2 separate regions of the Mus musculus genome follow, and region 2 is linked to region 1. The links are chromatin contacts, called in public HiChIP or PLAC-seq maps. All regions are on one chromosome and are shown on one strand. Each heading gives the region's core, a stretch centred on a gene start, on an enhancer-like site or on the middle of the called end of the contact. The rest is flanking DNA. Distances are from core to core; before and after follow the strand shown.

What was found. HiChIP or PLAC-seq counts read pairs in DNA pulled down with a chosen protein or histone mark.
Region 2: an H3K4me3 HiChIP or PLAC-seq map of the 230-238 cell line shows a contact between it and region 1, with 18 read pairs. The contact joins two enhancer-like sites. A contact is called at or near these places in 3 of 484 Hi-C or Micro-C datasets (the G1E-ER4 cell line, rod photoreceptor and uterus) and 5 of 115 datasets of contacts at active chromatin or transcription factors (the 230-238 cell line, effector CD8 T cells, embryonic stem cells and 1 more).

What each region holds. Positions count from the first base shown.
Region 1 is chr5:23,416,048-23,422,983 of GRCm38.p6, forward strand. All of the region lies in intron 1 of 5031425E22Rik (RIKEN cDNA 5031425E22 gene), which reads right to left. Among named protein-coding and RNA genes, the nearest start is that of 5031425E22Rik, 14 kb to the right of the region's middle. Within about 2 kb of position 2,529, at least 443 of the 459 cell types and tissues checked have an H3K27ac peak or open chromatin away from gene starts, as enhancers often do. A contact at or near this core is called in the 230-238 cell line, the G1E-ER4 cell line and effector CD8 T cells, where this site is marked.
Region 2 is chr5:23,634,165-23,641,100 of GRCm38.p6, forward strand. The region is part of intron 2 of Srpk2 (serine/arginine-rich protein specific kinase 2); the gene reads right to left. Among named protein-coding and RNA genes, the nearest start is that of Srpk2, 38 kb to the right of the region's middle. Within about 2 kb of position 3,352, at least 57 of the 459 cell types and tissues checked have an H3K27ac peak or open chromatin away from gene starts, as enhancers often do. A contact at or near this core is called in the 230-238 cell line, the G1E-ER4 cell line and effector CD8 T cells, where this site is marked.

The DNA of each region.
Region 1 (6,936 bases), core at 1,279-3,778:
AAAAAGGCTCTCCTCAGAAGAAGCATGATGCATTTTATGATAAGGTGTTGTGTACCCTTGTCCCTCCAACTAAGGAAGAGAAGAACAACAAAAGACCTCAAGCCCCCCAAAGCTTGAAGCTGTATGTCGAGCAATTAATAATCTGTTTCTACTTGATACTGACTGCTGTACAAGGTGCCTTTCACTTAGGCGTTTTCTTTGCTGCATAGTGACAGAGAAAGTGCAAGTAACTTAGGTGGGAACAACTAGATTATCCAGTTAAGTTCACACCACAGTCTCTGTATTCAGGGTGTGGCACTGGGAATGAATGCACACAGTTTCAGCTCACACCTCGGTCTCAGTATTCAGGGTGTGGCTTGGGGGAATGAATGTGCGCAGTTTCAGCTCACACCACGGGTCTCGGTATTCAGGGGGTGGTGCTGGGGAACGCACATACTTTACTACTGAGCCCTAAGGTCAAATCCTAGGAACTAAATAGAGACACCATTTCTTTTAAATTTTATTTTAGACAAGTAAAATTCGTACATATTTTTAAAAACAGAAACAAACATTCATATTTAATTGAAATCTAGAGAAAATATCTTCTACCCAGAATGCCTGATTTCTGAATATTTTTATTTTTTGATTTATTGACGTGCCACCTTTTCTTTCCTCAACAGAATACTCATTTTATGCAAGCAACCAGATTTACAAAATATATTTTATTATTCTCCACTGTCACACATTTTCACTGAACATTTAAGGTCACAAATAGACAGGCAAGGTGATCCAGCACCCTGACAGCTGCAGGGCACTAACACCTTAGTAAGTGCACACAAATACATACTGAGGTTTTTTTTTTTTAAAGCAAAATTAGGATTATCTTGTAAATATCACTTCAAGGCCTACGATAGCCATCTTTCCACATCAGCATTTTTAAATGATTGTCCGTGCAGCGTTGCCAGGCGAGTAGTACTGAGCCACAACTCTCCTCGCCTGTTTCATTTTGGTTTGTATTTTTACTGTTAACATAGCTTACATAAATAGTACATCTTAAGTCTGTACTAGATTGACCTTTCTATTATTTGCAAGTATACTCTACTGTGTGGCTTCCTCCCCATCAACAAGGCTTTAAACAAGAGGGCTCTTCTAATCCCAATCAGACTGTATTTACACTTTACAGTTCATATGCAGTTTCCCATTAAATGTTCTAATGTACAAAGAACTTCTGGTTCAACTGGTGTGGGGATCTGACATTTTTACCTCTCTGTGTGAATTGTGGATGCTGGCTGTGTCATTCAGTCGTGGGTTTGGTGTCCTGCAGAGATTTGTAGACAGCAAGTGTAAAGAAATCAAACCCCCAGCCTGAAACAGGGATGGTCCAACTGTTCCCTGTATATTCCAACCTGGTGGGTCCGCGGTAAAGCACAAGTTTGGGGTTATTTTTTGTGTAATAATCTTTTACTGTTTAAATCTTCATCGCTGCCTCCTAAGTTATCCCAAACACATTATTACATCGTTAGTGCACCTAAAACAGCAAAACAACAACAAACCCCAAGCGACTTCACTCCTGCTTTTGTCCCCTAATCTATACCCAGTTCTAAACCACCTAGCCAAACAGTGAAGCCGCGCCCTAAAAATAAACGGGCACATGTGTGAAAACTTCTAACACCTAGAAACCTACAATGTACTTAAACTCAGCCTGATTTTTCCCTGTAAACTAAAATCATGGTAGGACTACCCAACTTGGCCTTGTCCATCACCCTACAGCATATTTATTCAGTATGGACCTGCAAAAAAGGAAGCCACACAAAAAAGAAGCATCCCTTAGAAACCAGAAGCCAGTAAAGTCTGCTTTGGAGGGATCAGTTATACTGAAGAGCTGTCAAAATACACACTCATGTGCTACAGCATGCTTCTCCATACCTTCATGTTTTAGGTGGTGATACCCAGCAAAGTTAATCATCCCCCCGCCCCCGCAACTCCCCCACCCACCATTCCCTTCTTTCTCTGTTAGTTACTACTGCATATCTGGTATACATTATCTCATTTAATCCATCAATCTAATTTAAGTGAGAAAAGGCTGGACTAAAGAGATTATATTTCAACAAGGACACTGCTCTACTTCCCCAAACTGAGCATCATGAAACTAACCAGGCATGATGTAATTCTGTAACCCAAGTCCTCAAAAAGATCGGGCCAAATGCAAGACCGCTTCAAAAACAAAAGCAAAAAAATTGTTATTTCCACTGGGCGCAGACTAACCACCATCAGCATTTCCGGAAGATGGCGGCTGCACTGGGCTCAAAATGTGAGCTGGAAGCTCAGACGACCGAGTTAAGCAGGAAGCTGCACTACGGTGCTTTACAGCGAGGATTAAAGAAGGGATAAGCTCGGCCGCTGTATGTAGCCTCGTCGCTCTGCTCCGTGAAGGTCCCAGGAAAACGCCGCCCGGCTCGAGCGCCGCGCACCCGGCCAGCCTGCAGGCGCAGCTCCCGCAGCTGCTCTCCCGAGCGGAAGGGCAGCCGCCGTGACGCAGACAGCGCCGGGGAAACGCCCTGCTCTGTGGTACAAGCACTCGCTCTGTCACTGTGGGACTCAAGGCTTGAGGTCTAGAGCACAAGCCCACGCTATGCTTCGCCAAGAGGTGTTTTTCCTCTGGTGTAAAATTTGGCAGCCACAACGGGGTAGCTTGGTTTTATCCATGGTTAGGACACGCCGGCTATAGGTATTATACGGTAAAAGCCCGATTACTACAAAAGGTCAAAACTAAGCTACTGAACCACTCGTCAATCAAACCGGGCTTAAGAGAATGGATCCTCAGTACTTCTCACTAAAGAAAAATCCTTTCCTACAGCTTTTCACTCAGGCCACTTTTACTGGACTAATTTCTAATGTCAGTTAGGGAAAGGATCACTCCAGTTGAAAGCTACAAGAACATTAAACGCTAGAATAGCTAGCTGCGCGTTACAGGCATGGTGATGTATGCCTGTAACCTGAGCTAGAAACAGGAAAAAAAAAAAGGCGTTGATCTTTTGACTACCAAGTGATTTCGAGGCCAGCCTGAATTACACGAACCACGCCTCGCCTTTAAAAAATAAAATTATTTAGTCCCATTAGGGCACCATTATGTCTAAGCTTCATTATTTGTCAGCCTTCTCTTAGAATCTGAACACCTTGCACAGGATTTCTAAGCAGGAGTGTCCATGGAGAATTTAACAGGATCTGTGCACTATGCTACTCTACGCACATTAACAGCATTCCGAGAAGGGATCCGCCTTTCAGAAGCATTAATTAGGATGGATTTCTGGTTCCGAATTCCTGCAGTGTATTGTGCCAAGCCTGTAACTCTAGAGGCAGTGTTGAGTTGGTGGTCAGTCAGTCTGAGTCACCTGAGACCTCGTTTAAACTCTTGCCCACCCTCGTCCTCGAAAAGCAACCCACATTAAGGTCATGTGGACCATGGAGTCAATCTTATAAAAAACCTTCTCAACCTATGTAAAAGCTAAGTCTCCAACTCCTCATACTTCCTGAGAGCCGGGGCTGCAGTGATTTCCCACTATGCCTAGATTTTCTATTAGGACTATTTTTCAATTGTGGCTGGGTTCACAGACTTCTACCCTAACTTTTGCTGGGGATTGAGCCCAGTGCTTTCCCAGAGCTACGCCTCACTCAGCCCCTAACCCCTCCCCTTCCCTCAGTACTAAGAATCAAACGTGCTGGAACTGACGAAGACTACATTTCAACTCAAGGCAGGTGATCTCCTATGTTTGAGGCCAGTCTAGTCTATAAAGCAAGTTCCAGGCCAGCCACTGAGAACTTGTCCTCTAAACAAGACAAACCCATGACCTGAAGCATACTAAACAAGTGCTCTACCATCAAGCTATGACCAAAGCCCTATATAATCTAAAAGCCCCAGTAACTGACCACTTATGGAGCACATCTGCTAATATTGAGCTGACTAGATAGGCACTTTCTCTAAATCTGTTAAATCATTTGTTGCAGCGAATCCCCTCTCGATAGAATCTTCAGAAGTGTACAAGTCTCCGTACAGTGAGTTTAAAGTGTGCAGTTTTTCCGTTCTCAGGAAGGGGACTATTAAATCTCAGCTGTGATGTGGCTGTGTGTAGCTGCTCATCCCAGCACTGTCAATACACAGCTCTCTAAAGCCAGTGACTGTTCAAAGCTGCTCCTCTTTATCAGTTTGTATCATGCACTGGGCTATTGTAATTGGGGTCTTTTCATAGGGAAATCTGTATTGCAAGTGCTTAGAGATGCAGCTTAAAATTCAAATTTTACTTTGGATAATACTGACTTGATGCTTAGGTTGAGGTAATTTGCTAAAATCGGGGTGGGGGGGGTGAGGAAAAAGGCAGGCATTTCAGGATAAAGGACTGGAATAAAAGTGTGTGACTATGTACTGTCATGTCAGTAAAACTAGCTGGCTACATCTAGTAGTATAATCTCCAAACATAACAGCAATACTTTCATATATGGCAGTGTCACTCTGTGACATCTACTAGGCCTGAAACCACATGGTGGAACAGATCATATTTGCTGCTTCTGAGTACTTATAAAATTACACTTGCTAAATTTGTACACTGCCTTCCATTGCTAAAATGTTCTCCCTAAGACAGGCTCTTTAATCACCCTTTCCTCCCTCCTCTCTCACGCAGCCATCTTTGGAGACAACTGTACAGAGGCAACACAGACTGTGTAGGGGGGTGTACTTATTTCCCAGGCCTTTGAAAAAGCAAGCACTTTTAACTACTAAGCTATTCTCCACTCCTATTTTTACAACTTAAACAAAGCATCAGCCCCTTTTATGAAACAATCAGTAAAAACAAAACAACCCAACACACTGCTCTTTCTATAATCAGGCAGAAAACCTTTGCCAGCTCCACCCCTAACTTTTCTTACTGTTAGTCCTGACTGACCTGGAATTCACTATATAGACCACTTGGGCCTTCAATTTGGATCCACCCGTCTCTGCCTCCGGAGTGCTGGGATTAATACAGCCCATCTGGCTGACATAATAATCTTTGTTTTTAAAACTTCCATCATTGTCAAAGGACGATGCTTGTGGGATATGCATTTATGATTAATTTTTAAGTCTAACATAGCTTTTGATACTTTATAAAACGCTTATGTCACAGGGTCCATAATGTTATAGGAAATCTTTACTGTGCCTAACTTTATTAGTAACCTGTCAAGTAATGAAATATTCATGGTGATTAGTGATGGTAGTGCATTAAACTCTAACTTTGTAGTCTTATTTTAACTTGCATTTTTTCTTAAAAAAAAGATATTGGCAATACCCTAGGGAATGTTGTATCATCAACTGTCTAGGTATGAGGTTATACTATAGACACACATACTAAAGTAACATGTATGTATTCTTTAGTCACTATGATGGCATATCTTTTCTTTACCTTTCTTCCTTTATGTCAGCAAGATATGGGCCCATATTGATAATATAGTTTAGACTTACTGGGTTGCTTGGGTTTGTTTTCAGAGACAGTCTTACGTAGTCCAAGTTGGCCTCGAACTCCTGATCCTCCTGCCTGCAGTCTCTCATGTACTTGGTTACCTCAGGTTACCTCACCTGATAAAACCTACTTTTGTGTGATGCTAGGACCTGAACCCAGGGTATCACACAGGATAGGCAATGGTATAATCACTAAGCAATAACCTTTATGATGGTATGTAATTCCATCTAGTGTCTGGGACATCATATATATAAAACCATTGATATATGTGTATACCTATCCATATCACCCATCCATTAACCAATTCTGAACATTTGTATTCTCCCTGTTTTCTTATATATACTAACAGATCCCTTTATAACAGAGTTAGCAGGGGACATTTTTTAGTTGTAGAAATCTTAAGTCCAAATAATTTAATCATTCATTTAAAAATATTCACTCTTTTTCCTTATTTCCTACATGGAAAATATTATGTGTAAGAGACCAGTCTTAGATATATTTATCATCCCACCCATACTTTTTAAAAAAAATCCACAAAAACTATTCAACTCGTAGTGTGACTTACTGCAGTTCCCTTATTCTTAGTCCACCCATGCACACGTGAATGATTATTGGACCTTAGTAGGTACTGGCTGGCGATTTAATTGAACTTGGTCTTCACCACAAAGCTTTCTGGCATCTTAAATTATCTCTGAGTTCTTATGAATGGCTAATTACTACAAGTACTAAAACTTACTAGCACTGTGCCCTAGGAGAAGAGGAATTCAGCAAAAACAAACCCCAAACAAAATAAAACCAAAATACTTAACTTTATTGCAAAATGAGCACAAAAATCACATGCATGACAAAAGAATCCATATAACATTTTATTCCAAATAAAATGTCTAAAGCTTAGCATTATAATCCCAGTAGCTAATATAAATCACTACTTAAGAAACATTCCTAAAGAATTAAAAGTTAAAACAAAAAAGTTAACATTAAGTTTTCTAAACACCTTTCTCTACTTTAGCTGGGTTTCTTTTCTCTCTCTCTCTCTCTCTCTCTCTCTCTCTCTCTCTCTCTCTCTCTCTCTCTCTCTCTTTCTTTCTTTCTTTCTTTTTTTGAGACAGGGTTTCTCTGTATAGCCCTGGGGCTGTCCTGGAACTCACTTTGTAGACCAGGCTGGCCTCACTTTGTAGAAATCCGCCTGCCTCTGCCTCCAGAGTGCTGGGACTAAAGGCGTGCGCCACCACGCCCGGCTTAGCTGGTTTTCTGTAAAGTATACATGAAGGGAACCGCACATCTAAAACTCTAAGGGTCACCGGCTACGTGGCTCATCACTTCCTCAGTTTGTTCTTGTTGGGAGGCAGAATCAATCTAGGAGACTGTTTAAATTCAATCAAGGGGCCTAGAGAGAAAGAAGAAGCTGATCAAAATAACTGTTTTATTTAAATAGCATCTTAATACTAAAAGAGGAATTACCTAATAC
Region 2 (6,936 bases), core at 2,102-4,601, 220 kb after region 1:
ACTTAACAAACATAATCAGCTTTGAGCTGAGAGCACCTCTGACACAAAGTAATATGTCAACAGAAAAGCAAACACAATGTTTTTTTATCATTCTCTGGCTCTAACTTTAGAATTTCATTCAGTGTGTGTGTGTGTGTGTGTGCGTGTGCTCTGTAGGAGCCAGACTGCTCTTCTCTAGCAATAACAGTGGTCACATTTCCTAAAGCAACAAAGTATAACAAACTTTTACTGGTTTGTAAGCTTTTGAGCTTTTGAGGCACCCTTGTCACTTAACATAATACACTTTAGATGTTACCTGCCTGTATTGATAGTTCATCTCTTTTTACTGTTAATATTCAGCATCTAGATGTATCACTATTTAGCCATTCCCTGGTCAAAGAAACTGAAACAGTTTTCACTTCTTTTGTTTGTTTGTTTGTTTTTAAAGAAATCAACTTTTGGGATTTTTTGTTGTTTTGTTTTTTAAAAGTCTGCATACAAGTTCCTGTATGGACTTGGTTTTATGTACTTATATGAACAGTAGGGGTTACATGGTTAAGAACATATGTGAAGCCGGTCCACATCCTTACATGCCCACCCCCTCCACAGTAACAGGCACAGCGTAAACTGTCTCCGCACGCTCCCCTTCCACCAGAGGCTATTCGCTCCATCTTCCTTTATTAGTTATATTATTCATTTACATTTCAAATGTTGTCCCCCTCCCCAACCCCACCTTCAACAGCCCTCATTCCAGCTGTTTGTTTGTTTCGAGACAGGGTTTCTCTGTGTAGCCATGGCTGTCCTGGAACTCACTCTGTAGACCAGGCTGGCCTCGAACTCAGAAATCCACCTGCCTCTGCCTCCCGAGTGCTGGGATTAAAGGCGTGCGCCACCACGCCCGGCATTCATTCCATCTTCCTAATGGCTCCTTTACTCTTGTTCTATATGTTTTGTGTGCATGTGTGTCTGTGTGAGGGTTATGAGTTGCCATGTGTGCTGGGAACTGAAGCCGGGTCCTCTTAGACCAGCGGCCAGTGCTCTAAGCCCTGCGCTGTCTCTTCAGCTCCTCGAGAAGCCTTTTCTTGCTGCTGAGTTTCAGATGTGTTTACGTAATATAAAAAAGTCTTTTCTCTCTTTCTGCCAGGCTGTGACTTCTCTTTTATGTCACAAATATCCCTCAAAAGCACTTAAGACTTTGGGAGAAGTCCAGTTTATCTTTTTTAAGGTTTCTTAATTTTTTTATTATATACTCAAGGAGCTAGCAAGACTCTCTTTCACTGGCTAGATGGTCTAGGAAGGGTACTTACTGTGACATAACTAAGTCCGTGTCCTTTGTATGCAGATGACAGAAGGCTGCAAGACAGCACATCCTTAGATCAGATCCGATCAGATCAGACTGCAAAGGTCCAACAGACACAGCAGGGGCAAGAGCCCTGGCTCTGCTCTCTCAGCCACGCCAGCAGAGCTGCCAGGACCCACAATGCCCGAGAGACTAACTAGCCCCGTTTCCTTTTTTGAAGCCAAGGTTGAGAATGGAACTCAGGGCAATCTTCCTCCCTCGGCCTCCCAAGTGCTGGTTTTGAAAACAGAATTTTACAGCAAAAGCCTCAGCAGCCCCAACACATAAGGTTGGCCACATCCAATTTACAAATTAAAGAGTAATGGTGACAAACAAAGACAGAGATTTTTTTTTAGTATGGCCACAGGGAAAAGAAATGCATAAAAGGGTCCAGTCACCAAACCCATCTTTGGCTTACTCCGATAGTTCAGACACAGGACAAGAAGTATTTATAATTAAGCAAATGTTGGTCTAGGTGATCACCTTGGTCACTGCCTATAAATTATTAATACTAATCACTGCTATCACCTGAGAGGACTGATCTGGCTCCATTCACCCTCTTGGTTGAGTGCCCTGGGGAGAGGCTGTGCGTGTCCCAGAATCCACAGTGACTACAAGCTTAGGAGAAGGACTTGTGTCTTGGGCCATGAAGTTGAAAATGAAGAGAAAGAGTCAAGCAAAAACCTGACCCACAGAAGAGATAGACAAACAAAATTAAGACAGATATGTCATGCCTTCATCCTGCCTTTTAGTTGCCTTGTGGGCCCGGCCAAGGAGTCAACAGTTATCAGCAAAGACCTAAGTCCCTGTTTCAGGGTTACTGCATAACCCTTGGGTCCCCCCCCCTCCCCGTGGTTTGCTATTATTCTGGTGTGTGTTTCATGATACCATAACTAAAAACCCTTTGCTAAACCTAAAAATCACAAAAACTTTTTTTCTGATAGTTTAATCCTTTTAAAATTCATTTTTACCTATTATGTAAGACATACAAGGTATCATTATTTTTTAAAATACTTGCACCAAAGTGATATTGAATTTACTGGTGTCGATTCAAAGCTTAGCTCTCACTTCAACAGGGAAACAAGGCTGTTTGGTCTGAGCCAAGTGTGAGTGCACAGACTGGGAACACAAAGTTAGGTAAGTTATCTTGAATAACAAATTTCACTGAAGATGTGGGTGCATGAATCTTTATGGTCAGAGACTAAAACAAATACGTCAAAGCATTTCCCAAAGGACCATCAGGCAGGTGGATCACAGCCAAATGGAGAACATTTTCCTGTGGCTCTAGAAATGTTCTCTAAAGACAGTACTAGCTTTGGGGATGATAGATGCAGGTGATCTGATAAGGTAATGTATTCTAAAGGCTATACCTAATAGTTGAGAGGAAAGCTACTGAAGGTAGGCACTTAAGAAAACTAAAATTGGCCTGGAGAAATGGCTCAGTGGTTAAGAGCACTGACTGTTCTTCCAGAGGTCCTGAGTTCAATTCCTAGCAACCACATGGTGGCTCAGAACCATCTGTAATGGGATCTGATGCCCTCTTCTGGTGTGTCTAAAGACAGCTACAGTGTATTCATAAAAATAAATAAATCTTAACAAAGAAAGAAAAGAATAGGAAAGGAAAGGAAAGGAAAGGAAAGGAAAGGAAAGGAAAGGAAAGGAAAGGAAAGGAAAGGAAAGGAAAGGAAAATTCTGGCTTCATAGCTGCAGTATTCCAGCTATACAACCATGAAGTTCCAACTGGTCAATTTGCCTTATAAAATCTTCAACACAGGTATGGGGAGCTGGGGGGTAATTTCCGTTTACACTAGACACGTATTTTCTGATTATCTACATTGGTCTAGGATGTAAGAATAAGAGGATAAAGAAACAGGAAACAGCCACACAACCAACCAACTCACTAAAATACAGGGCAACTTCAACTAGAAAAAGGAACTCTGCAGTTGACAGCTAAGACTGGGGGAGAATTCATAATGCTAGGGAGATGAGCAAAAACCAGACACAAAGTACAACCTTAGAGAGAAGAGGAAACCACAAGCAGCCACAAGATATCTATCAACGTATCAAGTTCGTTCAGGACCACTGAAGCAGGAACCCTCCTAGGCTTTCCATTAGCAGCCCAAAATCTCATATGCTCTTGGCTCTTAGTAGGAAGTCTGAGTGAACTAAACGCTTTTTGAAAAATGAAAAAAGCCGGGCGTGGTGGCGCACACCTTTAATCACAGCACTCCGGAGGCAGAGGCAGGCGGATTTCTGAGTTCGAGACTAGCCTGGTCTACAAAGTGAGTTCCAGGACAGCCAGGGCTATACAGGTTTTCTGTCTCAGAAAACCAAAAAAGCAAAAAAAGAAAAAGAAAAATGAAAAAACAAACAAACAAACAAACAAAATTCAATGTACTCATTGCTTAACGTAAACTAAAGCAAAATAACAAAGTTCTCAAGAAGCCTGGCTCAGAACATGCTGGAACCCTGTCCGGAAGAAGTTGTCCTATCTCCCCAAGCTAACTTTACGCCACTGCAGTGGATCAGTGCAGGCCTCCAAACAAAAAGGATTGCCTCCACCCTAGGTCACCTTCTGACAGCAACCCCTTCCTGAAGGGATAAGGACCAAGGCTTCACACCCAGTTCAGCTCAGCACAGAGCCAGAGCCAGAGCTCAGGGTGTTTTGTTCTTTCACGTGCTGCTTCTGATACCACAGAGGTTCCTCACCTGACCACTCAACCAAGACCTTCCTAGTCTCGAAAAGAATTGCTCCGTGCCTCCAGTAGGAGTGCTCACTTCAGGCCTTGGACATGGAGGGCTTTGTTTCTCTGCTCTCCTGGGTTTATCACCTGGTTGAAGGTGGGAATCACACACAGTCGTAAAACTAGCAAGTGGAACCCAAGAGGCATGTGCCTGTAATTTCAGCACATGGGAAGTGAAAGCAGGAAGATCAAGAGTTCAAGGCTATCCTTAGACTTGTTCAAGGCCGACTAGGACTAATGAGACCCTGCCTGAAAAAAACTTAAGAGGTTGAGGGTGAGTGGTTTTTGTTCAAGAAGGGTCTAATACTATATAGTGGCATGCAAGCCCAAGTTCCCATCTCTTTCAACTAACTAACATATATATATATATAATTTTTTCCCCCCAAGATAGGGTTTCTCTGTGTAGCCCTGGCTGTCCTGGAACTCACTCTGTAGACCAGGCTGGCCTCTGCCTCCCAAGTGCTGGGATTAAATTGCCCAGCAATATATTTTTAAGAAAGCAAAAAAATCATGCTATATTCCTGTGAATTTAGCACTTGAGAGGTAGAGGCAGGAGATGGGGGTTCAATGCCAATCTTGAACCATGGGGAGTTTGAGGCCAGCCTATGTTTCATGGTACCCTGTCTCAAAGAAACGAACAAAGGTCCGGGACACCAAGGGCAAGGTGAAAGAGCTACATGTCCATCTCTCAGACCAGCTACCACAGGACAAAAGAGCTACATGTCCACCACACCACCCATCATGCTAATGTTTTCTATCGAGCCTTGAAAAGGCTGTGTGTAACCTGGATTTCATGTGACACTTGTTAGGAACTTGAGGGACAGTTCCTAAATGTTTCTCAACAGACAGTGATGGGTCACAGAAAATGTGCAGTCAATACAGACCCCTTTCCAACCATTCCTAACAACTCCTGGAATTATAAGTATAGCCCATGTTTGCTCAAGGGTTATCCCACAATGAAGGAAATTTTATAATATCTGCCAGTGTAAATAATGAGTCTGTGCACTGAAGAATTCTCTGGATGTGGAAGAGCAAAGTTCAGTCATATCTGGTCCACACAGTCACATATCTGGTCCACACAGTCACATATCTGGTCCACACAGTCACATATCTGGTCCACACAGTCACATATCTGGTCCACACAGCCACATATCTGGTCCACACAACCACATATCTGGTCCACACAGCCACATATCTGGTCCACACAGCCACATATCTGGTCCACACAGCCACATATCTGGTCCACACAGCCACATATCTGGTCCACACAGCCACATATCTGGTCCACACAGTCACATATCTGGTTCACACAGCCACATATCTGGTCCACACAGTCACATATCTGGTTCACACAGTCACAACAGTAAAATGATGAAGCAAAGCATCCTCCACAATAACGAACGGAGGGCTCTGGACCAGGACACACAGGGCTGATTTACGTGGCCCCACCCTCCAGTAATGCTTGCATTAAGGGAAGCTGTCATCAACCTACTTGCAAACCCCAACATTCCATTTCTCAGAAAGTAAATTTACTTGAGACTGATCTAGTCCAATTCCAATAAATTCTAGAATACAATGAAAACTATAAACAAATTTGTAAAATAATCACTTCAAGCCACAAGCAAGAGGCATCCTTCAAAAATGAAATACAACAAAGAGAAACCTTTACGCATGAATCAAATTAAAATTAATCTGTATGATATATGTGGGGGGGGGGTAAGTGTGTAGGTACATCTAGAAATCAATGTCCACACATTTCCTGTTTGAGGCGGGATCTTTCACTGAACACAACTCCACAGCTGTGCTAGGCTGGCTGGCCAGCAAGCGCAGGCTGCTCCTATCTCCACCTTCCCCTCAAGATGAGGCACATGCCACTGCACCAGGTTTCCTGGGGTCTGTTCTTGCACAGCAAGCACTTCACCAGCTCTGCCATCTCCCCGTCCACAAAGTAAGCAAACTGATCTTAGAGCATAAGCTGCTTTTCCATAGTAAACTCTGAGATATTGATTGCAGATACTCATCTTCTATCATGACTGATAGAGGCTGCCTGTCTTTCCCTGTGCTCTGCCTCTGTGAATCACTGTGCATGGCTCTGTAACGTGACTGTTGTTGCTCACAGACACTGCACTGTGAGCTCTCGTCCACACAGCCTCCGGCCCTTCCGTCCACTGCTCACTCCCCTTTGTCCTCTCTGTGTTACCCGACAAGGCCATGCGTGTCTTCTATCATGACATATATACATATGTGGTTCCATTCATCTACATAAAATCCAGAAACCACAAATGAGAAAAAAAAATACTAGTTTTCTGACTTAACTGGATAATTATTTCCCATTCATTCATTTTCCTACAAACAACATGATTTTATTTTTATTTGTGGCTAAAATAGTCCCATTATTGATTTGTTGCTGTAGTTTATGGAAACAAAGGGAACAGGAACAACAGAATATAGTGTAAAGGTTTTGTGTGCATCAACTATCTCTAAGGCCAAAACACAGCCAGCTAACATAACATACTTAACAGCTTCACACTACCATAAAATTAAAAAGACTATACCTACGATTAACACTGAATTCTGTGTGGCATTAAATCTACTAGTGAGCCATTAAAAATGACAGTCCAAAACCTCTTATTTGCCTCAATTCACGATCCTAGCAACTCTCCTCCTGACCAAAAAACAAAAACAAACAAACAAAAAAACTCTTAATTTTCATATTCCTGTAAGAAAATTAAAAATAACTGATACCTATACTACAGCAGAATTATGTACTAAATGCAAATTATCTTGTCAAAGTTAAGATTTTAATCTTTCTTAATATTTTGATCTCTCAGATTGAGTCTCGGCTTCCATAAGCTTGTTCCCCATTGGACAAAA